Regions from separate parts of the Hordeum vulgare genome. Here region 2 is linked to region 1. The links are chromatin contacts, called in public Hi-C maps. All regions are on one chromosome and are shown on one strand. Each heading gives the region's core, a stretch centred on a gene start, on an enhancer-like site or on the middle of the called end of the contact. The rest is flanking DNA. Distances are from core to core; before and after follow the strand shown.

Region 1 (6,118 bases), core at 2,190-4,689:
GCGAATTTACATTTGCATGTCACATGTGAATGCCTCCACCCTTTGTTTTTTCCTCGTATTTCTACACCCATCTCCATCCTTCCTGTGTATCAAGAAACCTCCAAAGAAGGAGAGAAAAATGAACAAAAGAATGGGGAAAATTGTACAGCCCCCTGGACCTATAACCCCTATCTAATCCATTTACACCTCGGCCGCCACCTTCTCCTCCCTGGCCATCCGGTTGAGCTTGGCGAACATCCCGACCATGGGCGCGGTGTTGTACGTGCACGCCTCCGTCTGCATGTAGTTGTCCCGGTTGTCCCTGAACCTGTCCCTCCGGTCGGGCCCGCCGACGATGGCGCCGACGAGCACGTTGGGGTTGGAGCTCCGGCGGCCGAACCAGTGGTCGAACCCCTGCGTGCACCCGATGAACTGCTTGCTGTGCTTGTAGGGCACGATGGATGCCGCGCGGTGGTGCACCCTGGCGGGGTACTTGGCGCCGTACCCCACGAGGTAGCTCACCCCCCTCGGGTTGCTGCCCAGCACGTAGTCCACCTGCGCCCTGGCCAGCGCGGCCACCTCGCCGGCGCCCGCCGTCTCGCCGCCGGCGCAGGCCACCGTCCCCACGCCGGCCCCCGCCAGGTAGTCGGCGTAGGTGGAGAGCAGGAACGCCGCGTTGGTCACGTACTGCATGTTGTTCCACTGCCGGATGTAGAGCATCCCTCCCGGGCTCCGCTCCACGTTGGCGTCCTCGCCGCCGGCCGCGTTCCGGCCCAGGCACGCGCACACGTAGTGCTCCGCCTTGGCCTGGTACTGCTCCAGCGTCCTCTTCTGCTCCGCCGTGTGCTCTCCCCTCAGCAGCAGCTGCAATTAATTAATCATTTGGTCTCCTCGTCAGTGACCGGCCGGCCGTCTAGTGATCGATCCTTCACATGCATGATAGCTTACGTACCCTTGCGGCGAGGATCTGGACGCCGGCGTACTTGACGTCCCAGCTGAACTCGGTGATGGCCCAGCCGGTGCCGCCGAAGTCGTGGGCGTTGTCGACGACGTAGTCGAGGTAGCTGGCCTTGCCGGTGGCGCGGTGGAGCCACAGGGCGGCCCACAGCAGCTCGTCCTTGTACCCGCTCACCGACGCGTAGTAGCTCTTCACCTCCGCTATGCTGCTGTCGTATTGGCCCCTGTACCCGTCCGCGAACTCGAACAACTGCACGCACGTTCACAAAAAGCCAAAGTAAACATGATCAGCCAACAACAACTAAGATTGTAACGCTGTTAGTTTGGTTTGTTCATAAATTATTTAAGAAAGCCCTAATGATAATTAAGGTTGCATACGTATCGTATCATTCATTGACGCATTTTATAGTTGACGCTTGAAGAGCATGCAGCAGGTGGGTGGCCAGGTCAGTGGGTGTGAATACGGAGCGGTTCAATTAGCACATGATGATGACACGACGACCGCTTCCTAATAATGTTCCCAGTTAAGCATGTGATTGATTGAACTGGCCACCTAATCATATATACATGCATGGCCGGAGGCAGGCAGCAAATGGAAAGTTTCCCATGACCCCCGTCCACCAGATAGAGGTTGCGTTCCGGCGGCCCCACACGGCAGCCAGCCCCTACGATGGATCGACGTCGATCGTGTTGAGGTGTTGGCAACTTGGCATGTGCGGCACAAGAAAAGAACACCGCCCATGAAAAGACCGGCACCCCCCTTGACCAAAGCTACCAATACGCGCGCTATGTTCCAAAATCCAGTACGCGGACAGACTGGTGCTACACGAAGCTCCAAACTTGCACCGATATTTTTTTCCGTTCCATTTTTCCACATAGGACCTTGCATGCACCGCGTACGTCAATGTATACGTGTGTGTGTGTGTGTGTCGAGTATGTATGTATGTATGTATGTATGTATGTACCTGCTGGGCGTGGTGGAGGAGGAGGTGGGCGTAGTGCGGGTTGGATTTGCGGAAGACCATGGAGGCGGCGGCCATGGCGGCGGCCGTCTCGCCGGCGACGTCGGAGCCCGGGTGGTCGCGGTCGACCTTGTACGCCTGCCGCGACGTCGTCATGTCCTCCGGCCGCTGCCAGCAGTAGTGATCCGTGTCGCCGTCTCCCACCTGTTGTTGTTGTGTTGCAAGTAAAAGGAGATTATTTCCAGCTCAAAAAATAAAAAAGGAAACTGATCAGACGGTTCGGATGCATGGACCGACGAAAGCTTTTTTGAAACCTATGCGCGCCATGTGTGGAAGAAAGAAAAAAACACGCATAGTTTAGTGCTGCCGTTCGTTCGTTCGTTCGTACGTACGTTCATCAAATCAAACTGGCCGCCTACCTAACACGCTTGTTGTTATTCACCAGAAAGAACCCCTTTTTCTTTTCTTCCCCAACCAGAAAATACTCCTATATATACAATATATAATCGATCTTTCTACAGAAAAAAGATATAGGGTATCTATAACATAATTCATGAAAAAAAAGTAATCGATCAAAGTGCAACAAGGTAGCTAGGTGTGCATGATTGAATTGGTCTCTCCCTCTCTCTTTCTTGCGTGCGCAACAGCTAGCTTGGCTTGGAACTGGTCGGTCTCATTTGCATATGCATGTCATGGTCATGATCGATCGTGTCTGAACGGAAGAACACAGCTAGCCGAGGCGAGGTGACACGAGATCGTTCGTCGGCATGTAGGTACGTACCTCGGCCCACAGCTCGTCGGGCTGCGTGTGCGCCTTGATGAAGTAGTCGGTGCCCCACTTGATGGCCTCGAGCGCGTGCGCGAGCTCGCCGGCCGCCGCGACGTCGGCGCCGTACTCGATCATGCTCCAGGACAGCATGGTGACGGTGAAGGCCATGGGCAGGCCGAACTTGACGTGGTCGCCGGCGTCGTAGTAGCCGCCCACCAGGTCCACCCCTTGCTCCAGGCCGTCGGTGAGGCCCGAGTGGTCGCGCCACGGCACGCGCTGCCCGTGCGGCAGCCGCCCCGACCGCTGCGCCTCGAAGTAGACCAGGCTCTTCCGCAGCGCCTCCTCGTAGTTGTGCGCCTTGCCGCTCCCGCTCTTGCCCCCCTCCGCCGCCGAAGACGACGCCGCCGCGATCAGCATCGTCAGCAGCGCCGGTAGCAGCAGCGCGGCCCGGAGACATGCCGCGGCTGCGGTGCCCCTCCCCGATCTCATGGCGCAAGAAGATGCTCCTCGGATCGTTGGCAACTTCGCATGCGCCCGGAGCGCGCCCTCTGCCGGCTCTGCTAGCTTAGCCTGTGTGCGAGCGTAGGTGTTGGTGTGTGTGTGATGATCTGCGTATATATCTCTGCCGCCGTTGTGGGCTAGGCTGTGTGGCGAGCAGGGCAGTGTCCTCCAACCTGAGGGGCGTGGCTTGGCGCGCTTATATTCGCGGCCGGCGTCCAGGTCCGGCGCACGCACGCGCAGCGCGTTGAACTGGTTCGGCGGCCGGGCCGGGGCCGGGACGGGGGGAATATAAAACTCAGGAGGTGGATAGCAAGAGAAGAGAGGAGCAGGCAGGAAAGAAACGAGCGCGGCTGCGTTTTGGGCGCGTTTTTGGAGTTGGAGGGGGGTGGACTCGTTCGGGTTTTGTATTTGTATCGTATCGATTTGTTTGGTGAGGCAGGGGGAGATTGAGATGATTGGGTTGGGTTGGGTTTTGGGTTAACGACGACGCACGCAAGCGGAGCAGATTTTGACCGGGGATGTACGTGCTTTTTTCAGAGCGCGCGCGCGCGTGTACACGTGAATCGGTTGGGGCCAGCCGGACACGTACCACCGAGCACCAACACATGGACGAAGCACGCGCGTGAGACCGGCGTAGTAGTTCGTTCGGGCCAAGTCGCCGGTCCACCGGCCGGCCGGTGGCCCGTAACAGGTTTTCATTCCACTGTGAAATCTTAGCAGGTAAGTATCTAAGGTCACTCGACCGGTCTGATGAAAAGGATGACTCGTTTCTTTTTCAAAAAAAAAAAAACGCGTATACCTTATTCGTATGAACGTCTTTGAGAAACTGTGTCGGCATACTACTGTTTTTGACCAAGGCGTCTTTAGAAATAGACTTCCGTTTCGCTATATTAATATAGCAATCATCCAATACAACCGTTATACCATTGTTGGACAAATAACACACTCAAGCCTAAAAAAAAGAACACACAAAAAGAAAAACAGGAGAAACAAATGCCAACAACGTCGGATTGACAAAAACGATGATTTTCCGTAAGTGCGACGCCCTCCAGAGAATTCCACCATACTCCTATGTCTACGAATTGTCGTGCACCAAGCAACACCTTCAGGCCTCGTTTGACACAAGGGGGTTGGAGGGGTTCAGAAGGGATGATCCCCGCAGGGACAGAAAACCCCAAAATTCCCCATGAGTTCATTTGGTACAAAGGGTTTGTGATGTACAAACCCCTTCGAACCACCAAAATCCCCCCAATCCACAGAGTTTTGAAGCATCTAGGGAGTACTAGTGAAACTTGTGCAACGGGGATTCAAGGGAATTGGGTGGAAGAGGGGGATTCACCAAATCCCCTGGAATCCCCACCTTCTTGGGGGCTTGAAAACCACTTGTGCCAAACAAGGCCTCATGAAGAATAGTGACGACGACGCTGCTGTCCGAACGGATCCTAGAATTTCTCCCGGTACACGGAGAGGAGTGGGGAGAGGGTACACCCGACACCCTTCAAGAAGGGAGGCAACGCCCGCCGGCATCACCACGTTAGTGCCGGCATGAACCGACAACGATTTCCGTCAATCCCCACACACCCACACTCAAGACCAACCGTTGGCTCCATCATACTTGCCGCCCACCAACATGCGCTTGCATAGTCTTGAGATCATCATGGCCATCTCATCAAGGCAAACGCCGCGAGGCCGGCTAGACCAAAAGAAAGCAACCGTAGACAGGGCCGACAGTACCATAGCGACATGGGCGGGAACATCCTCCACCGCCTTAGACAGTAGAAGATCGGACGCAAACAGGAGCAGACGAGGTCAAGTGCCCAGCCGGGCCTAGCTCGGGCCCCTGAAGCTCCCGTCGTCACGCTGCAACAAACGCGGTGCCGTAACCGCCATCCTCGTCATGGGGAGCCTCGCCAGACCCGCCGGAGGCCAGTCGCCGTAGTCCTAGCTGGCCCGCCATGACCAGGATCGGGCCCAAAAGGGACTACATCCGGCCAACAGGGCGCCGCGAGCCACTGCCCGCATGAAGCCGCCACCGCCGCCAAGTGATGCCCTCTCTCTAGGTCATTTTCTCCTCTAGATTAGTTAAGTGGAGCTTGGCGAAGCCCTGCTGGATTAGTTCACCACCACCACCACCACCACGCCGTCGTGCTGGAGAACTCATCTAACTCTCCGCCCCTCTTGCTGGATCAAGAAGACGGAGATCATCATCGAGCTGTACATGTGCTGAAAGCGGAGGTGCTGTCCGTTCGGTACTAGATCAGAAAGGATCGCGATGAGATCGTGGGACGAATCGCGATGAGATCGCGGGATGGATCATGATGAGATCGCGGGACGCATCGTGATTGGATCACGAAGACGTACAACTACATCAACCGTGTTATATACGCTTCTGCTTAACGATCTACAAGGGTATGTAGATGCACTCTCCCCTCTCGTAGATGGTCATCACCATGGATAAATCTTGTGTGCGTGTAGGAAAATTTTTGTTTCCCATGCAACGTTTCCCAACACGTAGGCTGTAAAATACCCCATATTCCGACTCAGAGCCGTACTGCGAATAGGTCGGGCTGGTTGAGATGTGCAACGGTTGAATCTGGTCGAGCATCTCGTCTAACATTGAGGGCTCGTCCTGGTACATCGTTGGATGGTTTTCAAAGTTGACCTCCGATGCCAGGCGCGGGAGATTGAACGTCAAGCTGTCTCACTCGTATCCGGCAGGTCATCCAGCCAGCTTTTGAAGCTATTTGGTGCCCGTGGACTGGAATGTAATTTCTATTTCTTTTTGGTTCTTTGTATTGCCGTTGATACTTTATAATAGATCCGGGGGCCTTTCCTCAAAAACAGGTCGCTAGCTAGCTAATTATTTGGGCCAATTATCAGCAAAACTAGCACGAGCTGATTAAGCTGCACCACATGTACCAAATATACAAGGCTGATTTTTTTTTACTGA
Region 2 (6,250 bases), core at 1,838-4,337, 550 kb after region 1:
CGGCACCTCCACGTCCAACACACGTGCAGCCTGGTGACGTCTCCCGCATCTTGATCCAGCAAGGAGGAGGGAGAGGTTCGGGAAGATCTCCGGCAGCACGACGGCGTGGTGTCGATGGAGAGACGAGGTCTCCCGGCAGGGCTTCCCCAAGCACCATGGGATAGGAGGAAGAAGAAGAGCAGGGCTGCGCTGAGAGAGATGGAAAAATCATGTTCTCAAAGGCCAAAAAACCCGCTATATATAGGGGGAGGGAGGGTGGAGCCCCCTTTAGGGTTTCCCACCCTAAAGGGGGCGGCAGCCCAAGATGGGAGAGGGGGGTGGCGGTCAGGAGGGGGAGAGGGGGGTGGCGCACCCTTGGTGGGTCTTAGGCCCACCAGACTTAGGGTCCCCCCCCCTTTCCCTCTCTAGGCGCCTTGGGCTGGGTGTGGGGGACGCACCAGCCCACCCAGGGGCTGGTTCCCTCTCACACTTGGCCCATGTAGCCTCCTGGGGCTGGTGGCCCCTCCCGGTGGGCCTCCGGAACCCTTCCGGTGGTCCCAGCACTTTGTCGGTGGTGCCCGAAACATTTCCGGCGTCCAAACCCATCCATCCTATATATCAATCTTTACCTCCGGACCATTCCGGAGCTCCTAGTGACGTCCGGGATGTCAACCGGGACTCCGAACAACCTTCGGCAACCTTGTATAGCAATTCCCTATAACCCTAGCGTCATCGAACCTTAAGTGTGTAGACCCTATGGGTTCGGGAGGCATGCAGACATGACCGAGACACTCTCCGGCCAATAACCATCAGCGGGATCTGGATACCCATGGTGGCTCCCAGATGTTCCACGAAGATCTTATCGGATGAACCACAATGTCAAGGATTCAATCAATCCCGTATACAATTCCCTTTGTCTGTCGGTATAGAACTTGCCTGAGATTCGATCGTCGGTATACCCATACCTTGTTCAATCTCGTTACCGGTAAGTCTCTTTACTCGTTCCATTGGACGTCATCCTGTGACTAACTCCTTAGTCACATTGAGCTTATGATGATGTTCTACCGAGTGGGCCCAGATATACCTCTCCGTTACACGGAGTGACAAATCCCGATCTTGATTCGTACCAACCCAACAGACACTTTCGGAGCTACCCGTAGTGCACCTTTATAGTCACCGAGTTACGTTGTGGCATTTGATACACCCAAAGCACTCCTACGGTATCCGAGAGTTGCACAATCTCACGGTCGAAGGAAAAGACACTTGACATTAGAAAAGCTTTAGCATACGAACAACACGATCTAGTGCTATGCTTAGGATTGGGTCTTGTCCATCACATCATTCTCCCAATGATGTGATCCTTTTATCAATGACATCTAATGTCCATGATTAGGAAACCATGATCATCTATTGATCAACGAGCTAGCCAACTAGAGGCTTGGTAGGGACACATTGTGATCTATTTATTCACACATGTATTACTATTTCCTGTTAATACAATTATAGCATGAACAATAGACGATTATCATGAACAAGCAAATATGGTAATAACCATTTTATTATTGCCTCTAGGGCATATTTCCAACACTGCCACAAGAGGGTAGGACAAAAGATGGCATGCAAGGTCTTATCGCAAGCACGTATGACTATATACGAAATACATGCCTACATTACATTGATGAATTGGAGCTAGTTCGGTGTCGCTCTAGTGTGTAACTGTTACATGATTGATGTCATCTAAATCATTATTCAGCATCGGTCTATGTGCCTATGCATTTCATATACTGAATCTTGCTAAGTTACTATTGATGTTGCTACTGTTATAATCTTTACAAAACTACTGTTGTTACTGTTACGGTTGTGGAGAGATATCCTAAGTGTGGTTGAATTGGAAACTCACTTGCTATTACTAATAAATATTTTGTGCTTCCCTTGTGTCGAATCAATAAACCAGGGTGTAATACTACCCCTGAAGACTCTTGCGATCCCATAGACTTGTGGGTTATCAAGACATTTTCAGGCGATGTTGCCTTGGAGCATAGCTCTATTTATTTTGTTAACTTCAGGATATCCAATTGTCACTATTAATAATCTAAAAGATACTAGAACCAACATCATACCCTCGAAGACGAGGGGAGGTAAGGAACTGTCATCTAGCTCTCCTTTTGATTCACCTACTGTTTTGAATCAGCTTATGACACCACCACTTACTCCTTGTTCTGATATGTCACAAGTATTTGATGATGCTACTTATGAAACTCATGAAACTTATGATGATCATGGTGATATACTTGCTAAAAACAAATCTGTGCCAAATTCGGTCAATTTTGTTTTTTTGCCACGCCTTGTAAGAATGTTATTTCATGCCAAATTTTTGCACGCACTTAAAACTTTTGTAAATGTTGATTTAAAAAAAATCATAATTCTTTGATTTTGTTTTTACTGTTCACTGAGCTGAAATGAGCTCCGGAGACGAAACTCTGCGTCTAAATTTATGTTCTTTCTTATGTTAGAAAAGTGTTGATTTGAAAGAAAAGAATGAATAGAAAAATGAACCAATACATAAGAAAACCAGCGGAAGGAGATGGTAGGAGGTGGGATGAAAAAACGAACGAAAAAAAAATCTGCGTATGAAAAAAATCACATATCACACTACCAACTCCTTAATTAGGAGTAGAGATAATCGTCCTCCTCGCGACGTTGAGATGAACCGGTCTAGGTGAACACTCAACAATGATGCGACAAGGTCAATACCAAACTGCCAACGAAGACCGGTCGTCTCAATATGCCGCACGAGCCACCCGTCGTGTCTTCCAACCATTCCACACGCACCATTGATCCATCACTCACAAAATGGAGTACTACTTACATGTTACCGCAAATAAAATAAATTTGGAGCGGAATTGGCCAGATTTGCTTAGAAGATCAACTGGCCATACCCTGTGACCAAGGGAGTTTTACCAGATTATTGGATCAACAATTTATTCCAATTCAGGGTTGATTGAGGTGAAAGGAGAATGGGAAAGGGTACTGATCAGTAGGAGTACCACCCATGCGAGACCTAAAAGAGTACTAATACAACGCGGAGCCGGGACACGATGTGGGAGCGAGTACGAAGGAAGCAATAAATTGAACTGTACCCATCCTACTAACCACTATGGCTGTGACGCGGTACACTGGTAGGCTGTGGCACAGCTCCGCTACTGGCCAGGTACACTGTCTCCTTGGTGATGGAAGGTTGAAAACTTTGCGAGTCAACTGCACGCGCTAGCTGCTCTACATAAGCCTTTAATACTAACAACACAAGCACTGCGGCGAAGCAGTAGTACAAGCACCAACTTGATTGATGCTACTATTAACTACTACTCCCTCCGTTTTAGAATATAAGACCTTTTAGAAATTACACTAGGAGACTACATACGAAATAAAATGAGTAAATGTATATTCTAAAATATGTCTATGTACATCCGTATGTAGTTCATAGTGCAATATCTAAAAGGTCTTATATTTAGGAACAGAGGGAGTAGTAACGTGGTAGGCCGTACTGATGAGCGTTGTGGGTCCAGACTCTGAGACTCCTGGCTCAAGATTACCGTCACAACACCACAAAATGTACTACTACACTCATTTAACCAGCGTTCTTACACGTTGCTGCCAGGTATATTTGTGCACAGGAAACGCACAAGTCAATTGGATGCGATCAAGGCTTCTGAGAGAACAAAATAATCCATGCCAGTATATTAGCAGTACTAAAAAAACAGTATAGTGTAGCAGCACTAAAATAGTCGACTGGTCAAAATGATGGCGCCAGCTTCTCAAGGCTGACAAAGGCTTGTCTCTGAGCCCTGACACGCCCGCTGCCCCACCCAGCAGTTTTTTTAATCTCCCCATCAGCAAAGCAACAACACCAACAAATTCATCCGTTCAGAGTTCAGACACACCAACTCCATTTCTTTTCTTCAACCCTTCTTTAACAAGCCTTCGTCCCACCTCCCAATTGATTTCGTTTCCCCCCATCCGCCCCCGAATTCTTTATCCCGGCCCGGACCGATAAAGCCAGCCCCCCAGCCACCACCCGTCGCCATGATTGGGAGGCCCTCACCCTGCCTGCGCGCCAGTGCATGCCATGCCATGCCATGCCAACGCCGACGCCGATGCGCTTGCGACCACGAGACGACGGGCTGCTGCCCGCTTTCCCCCACCGGCGCAAAAGCTCCTCCTTGATCTGGCTACCTGGGCTGGCATGGAGGCCAGCGGCAAGGGCAGGCAGGCAGTCAGGCCTGCGCCACTGCGCCGCGTGCTGCCGTCCGTGGTCTGGTCAGGCAGGCCGAGGCCGGGAAGGCTAGGCTCTCATGTGATGCCGCTGCACGGCGCCACCTCATTTCATTCTCCATGCCGTTCTCCTGCTTCGGCCGATCGGCATATTTACGTGCATGTCATGATGAGACCGATCGACTCATCGACGGAGGCATCGCCGTATGCAGATGAGGTTTGTGGTATACGTAGCGCGGGAGCACTGGTTGGGCATTGACCTTAACCAGGCCCCTGCGTGGGCAGGCGGGCAGGCAGGGCCGGTGTCGTGCGCATGCATGCATGCATGCATATGCCATAGTACTCCACTTGCGTACGCTTGGTACATGGAGAGAGGGAGAGAGGCGGAGCGGGAAACGCGTCGACTTTTCTACACGTGTACTTGTCTGAGGAAGATTTTGTACATTGGCGTACAGGCGCATGCAGTCATATGTGCGGTACTCGCAAGTTCGCAGATGCGGTGATTAAGATCGGTCGTACGTGGGTTACCCATCAATGATGTGTAAGATGTGTTACTGCACCCATCACCTAACTTCTCTCATTTCCCGTCGAAGAAAGATGATGTGTCAGACGCAAGAGACGAGTCACTCCTGCACGCCTGTTTCGTTGTTTGCTTAGCATTGAGCACGCACAGAACAGAACGAGGACCCCGCGGGCTACGACCAGCCGTGGCTAAAGGCGTGTTCGAAACCCTCCACTCCGCTACTCCGGTCCAGAAGCGGTGGAGCCGTCGTTCAAAACTGTGGAGCTGGTCAATAGGCACTTTTTTAAAGTAAATCGAGAGATATGATTTTCATTTGTAGAAAAATCAAAATCTGATCTTTCTTCTACCGTCAGACGGTATAATAACCCATCGTCAAGGTTCGTGGCAGTAGGGTTAAAGCCCACGACGTAGTGCGTGCACGCACCTTGGCGATAAGGTTATATGCTATCGCGCGCATCTCTGGTGGTAGGAATGCACTATATTGATGTCACCCCTTTTCCTACCGCTACGGACCTTGGCGATAGATTGTTACACCCTACCGTCATGGTCCGATGATAGGAAAAATGGTATCTTGATTTACTTACTAAAAAGGTCAAAACATGAAATTTTATCAGGAGCGTACACCCACAGGTCAGATCTCGATTTACTTTACTAAAAAGGTCAAAACACAGAAATTTGTCACTAGCGTACACCCACAACAACACTTGAAGCAGGCATTAGGGCTAAACCTGAGAATGGTTTCATACTTGAACCATACTTGAACCATACCCATTCATTTATCTATCAAAACCATACTTGAACCATACCCATTTAGTGTCATTTTTAGCCCAACCAAAACCAGGCCCACTATTTTTTCCACCCAAACCAATTTAAACCTAAAACATAACCGTGGGTTTAAACCCAGTACATAACCATGGGTTTGCTTTAATGTACATATGATTACATAAATTGACATGTTAAGAAACAAATGAGATAGAAAAGGCATAAGTGCATCTACAACGGTTTAGAAACAAAGTAATCCTTGAGATACAGTCAACACATAGTAAGAGGCAAAAAGAACACGCCCATGGTTGAAAAGCTCACTAACAAGTGTATTAAAATCAAATTGCTTAGCGAAAGCACAAGAAAATACTTCCGATTTTCATCTGTTGTTTCCCCATCTTTACCTATTAATAAAGCACCTATTGCTTCTGTGGTACGTCATAAAAATTGCCCCTGAAGTTTGCATAAATTACCCACCATGCCACCGGTAAGTAATAAAAAACGTTTCACAAAGCGAAAAATCTCGGACTGGGCCGACCCATGTAAAAACCTCCTATATTACGCTCTGCACCCTGAGAGAATATCCAGCACACCGTATGGGCCGGCCGATGCATAGGCATCGGTTTTTTAGTTCCGTTTATTTATTTATCTTCAGTTCCATTTTATTTTTCTATTTTAAATAATTTATAACTTCAAATAATCTTTAAACTTTTA

Evidence for each region. Hi-C and Micro-C count contacts between places; a contact is called where the count stands out from the background.
Region 2: a contact with region 1 is called in a Hi-C map of seedling, with 2.5 times the contacts expected there. The contact joins the enhancer-like site here to the promoter of LOC123404320 in region 1. A contact is called at or near these places in 2 of 6 Hi-C or Micro-C datasets (leaf and seedling).

Annotation. Positions count from the first base shown.
Region 1 is chr6H:511,231,006-511,237,123 of MorexV3_pseudomolecules_assembly, forward strand. It overlaps LOC123404320 (endoglucanase 7-like), which reads right to left and starts at 3,440. Exons shown (of 4, transcript XM_045098244.1): 1 at 2,680-3,440; 2 at 1,902-2,102; 3 at 932-1,186; 4 at 1-843. The coding sequence starts at 3,156. The coding sequence ends at 181.
Region 2 is chr6H:511,778,259-511,784,508 of MorexV3_pseudomolecules_assembly, forward strand. No RefSeq gene overlaps it. Among protein-coding and RNA genes, the nearest start is that of LOC123403269, 85 kb to the right of the region's middle. Within about 2 kb of position 3,088, at least 3 of the 3 cell types and tissues checked have open chromatin away from gene starts, as enhancers often do. A contact at or near this core is called in leaf and seedling, where this site is marked.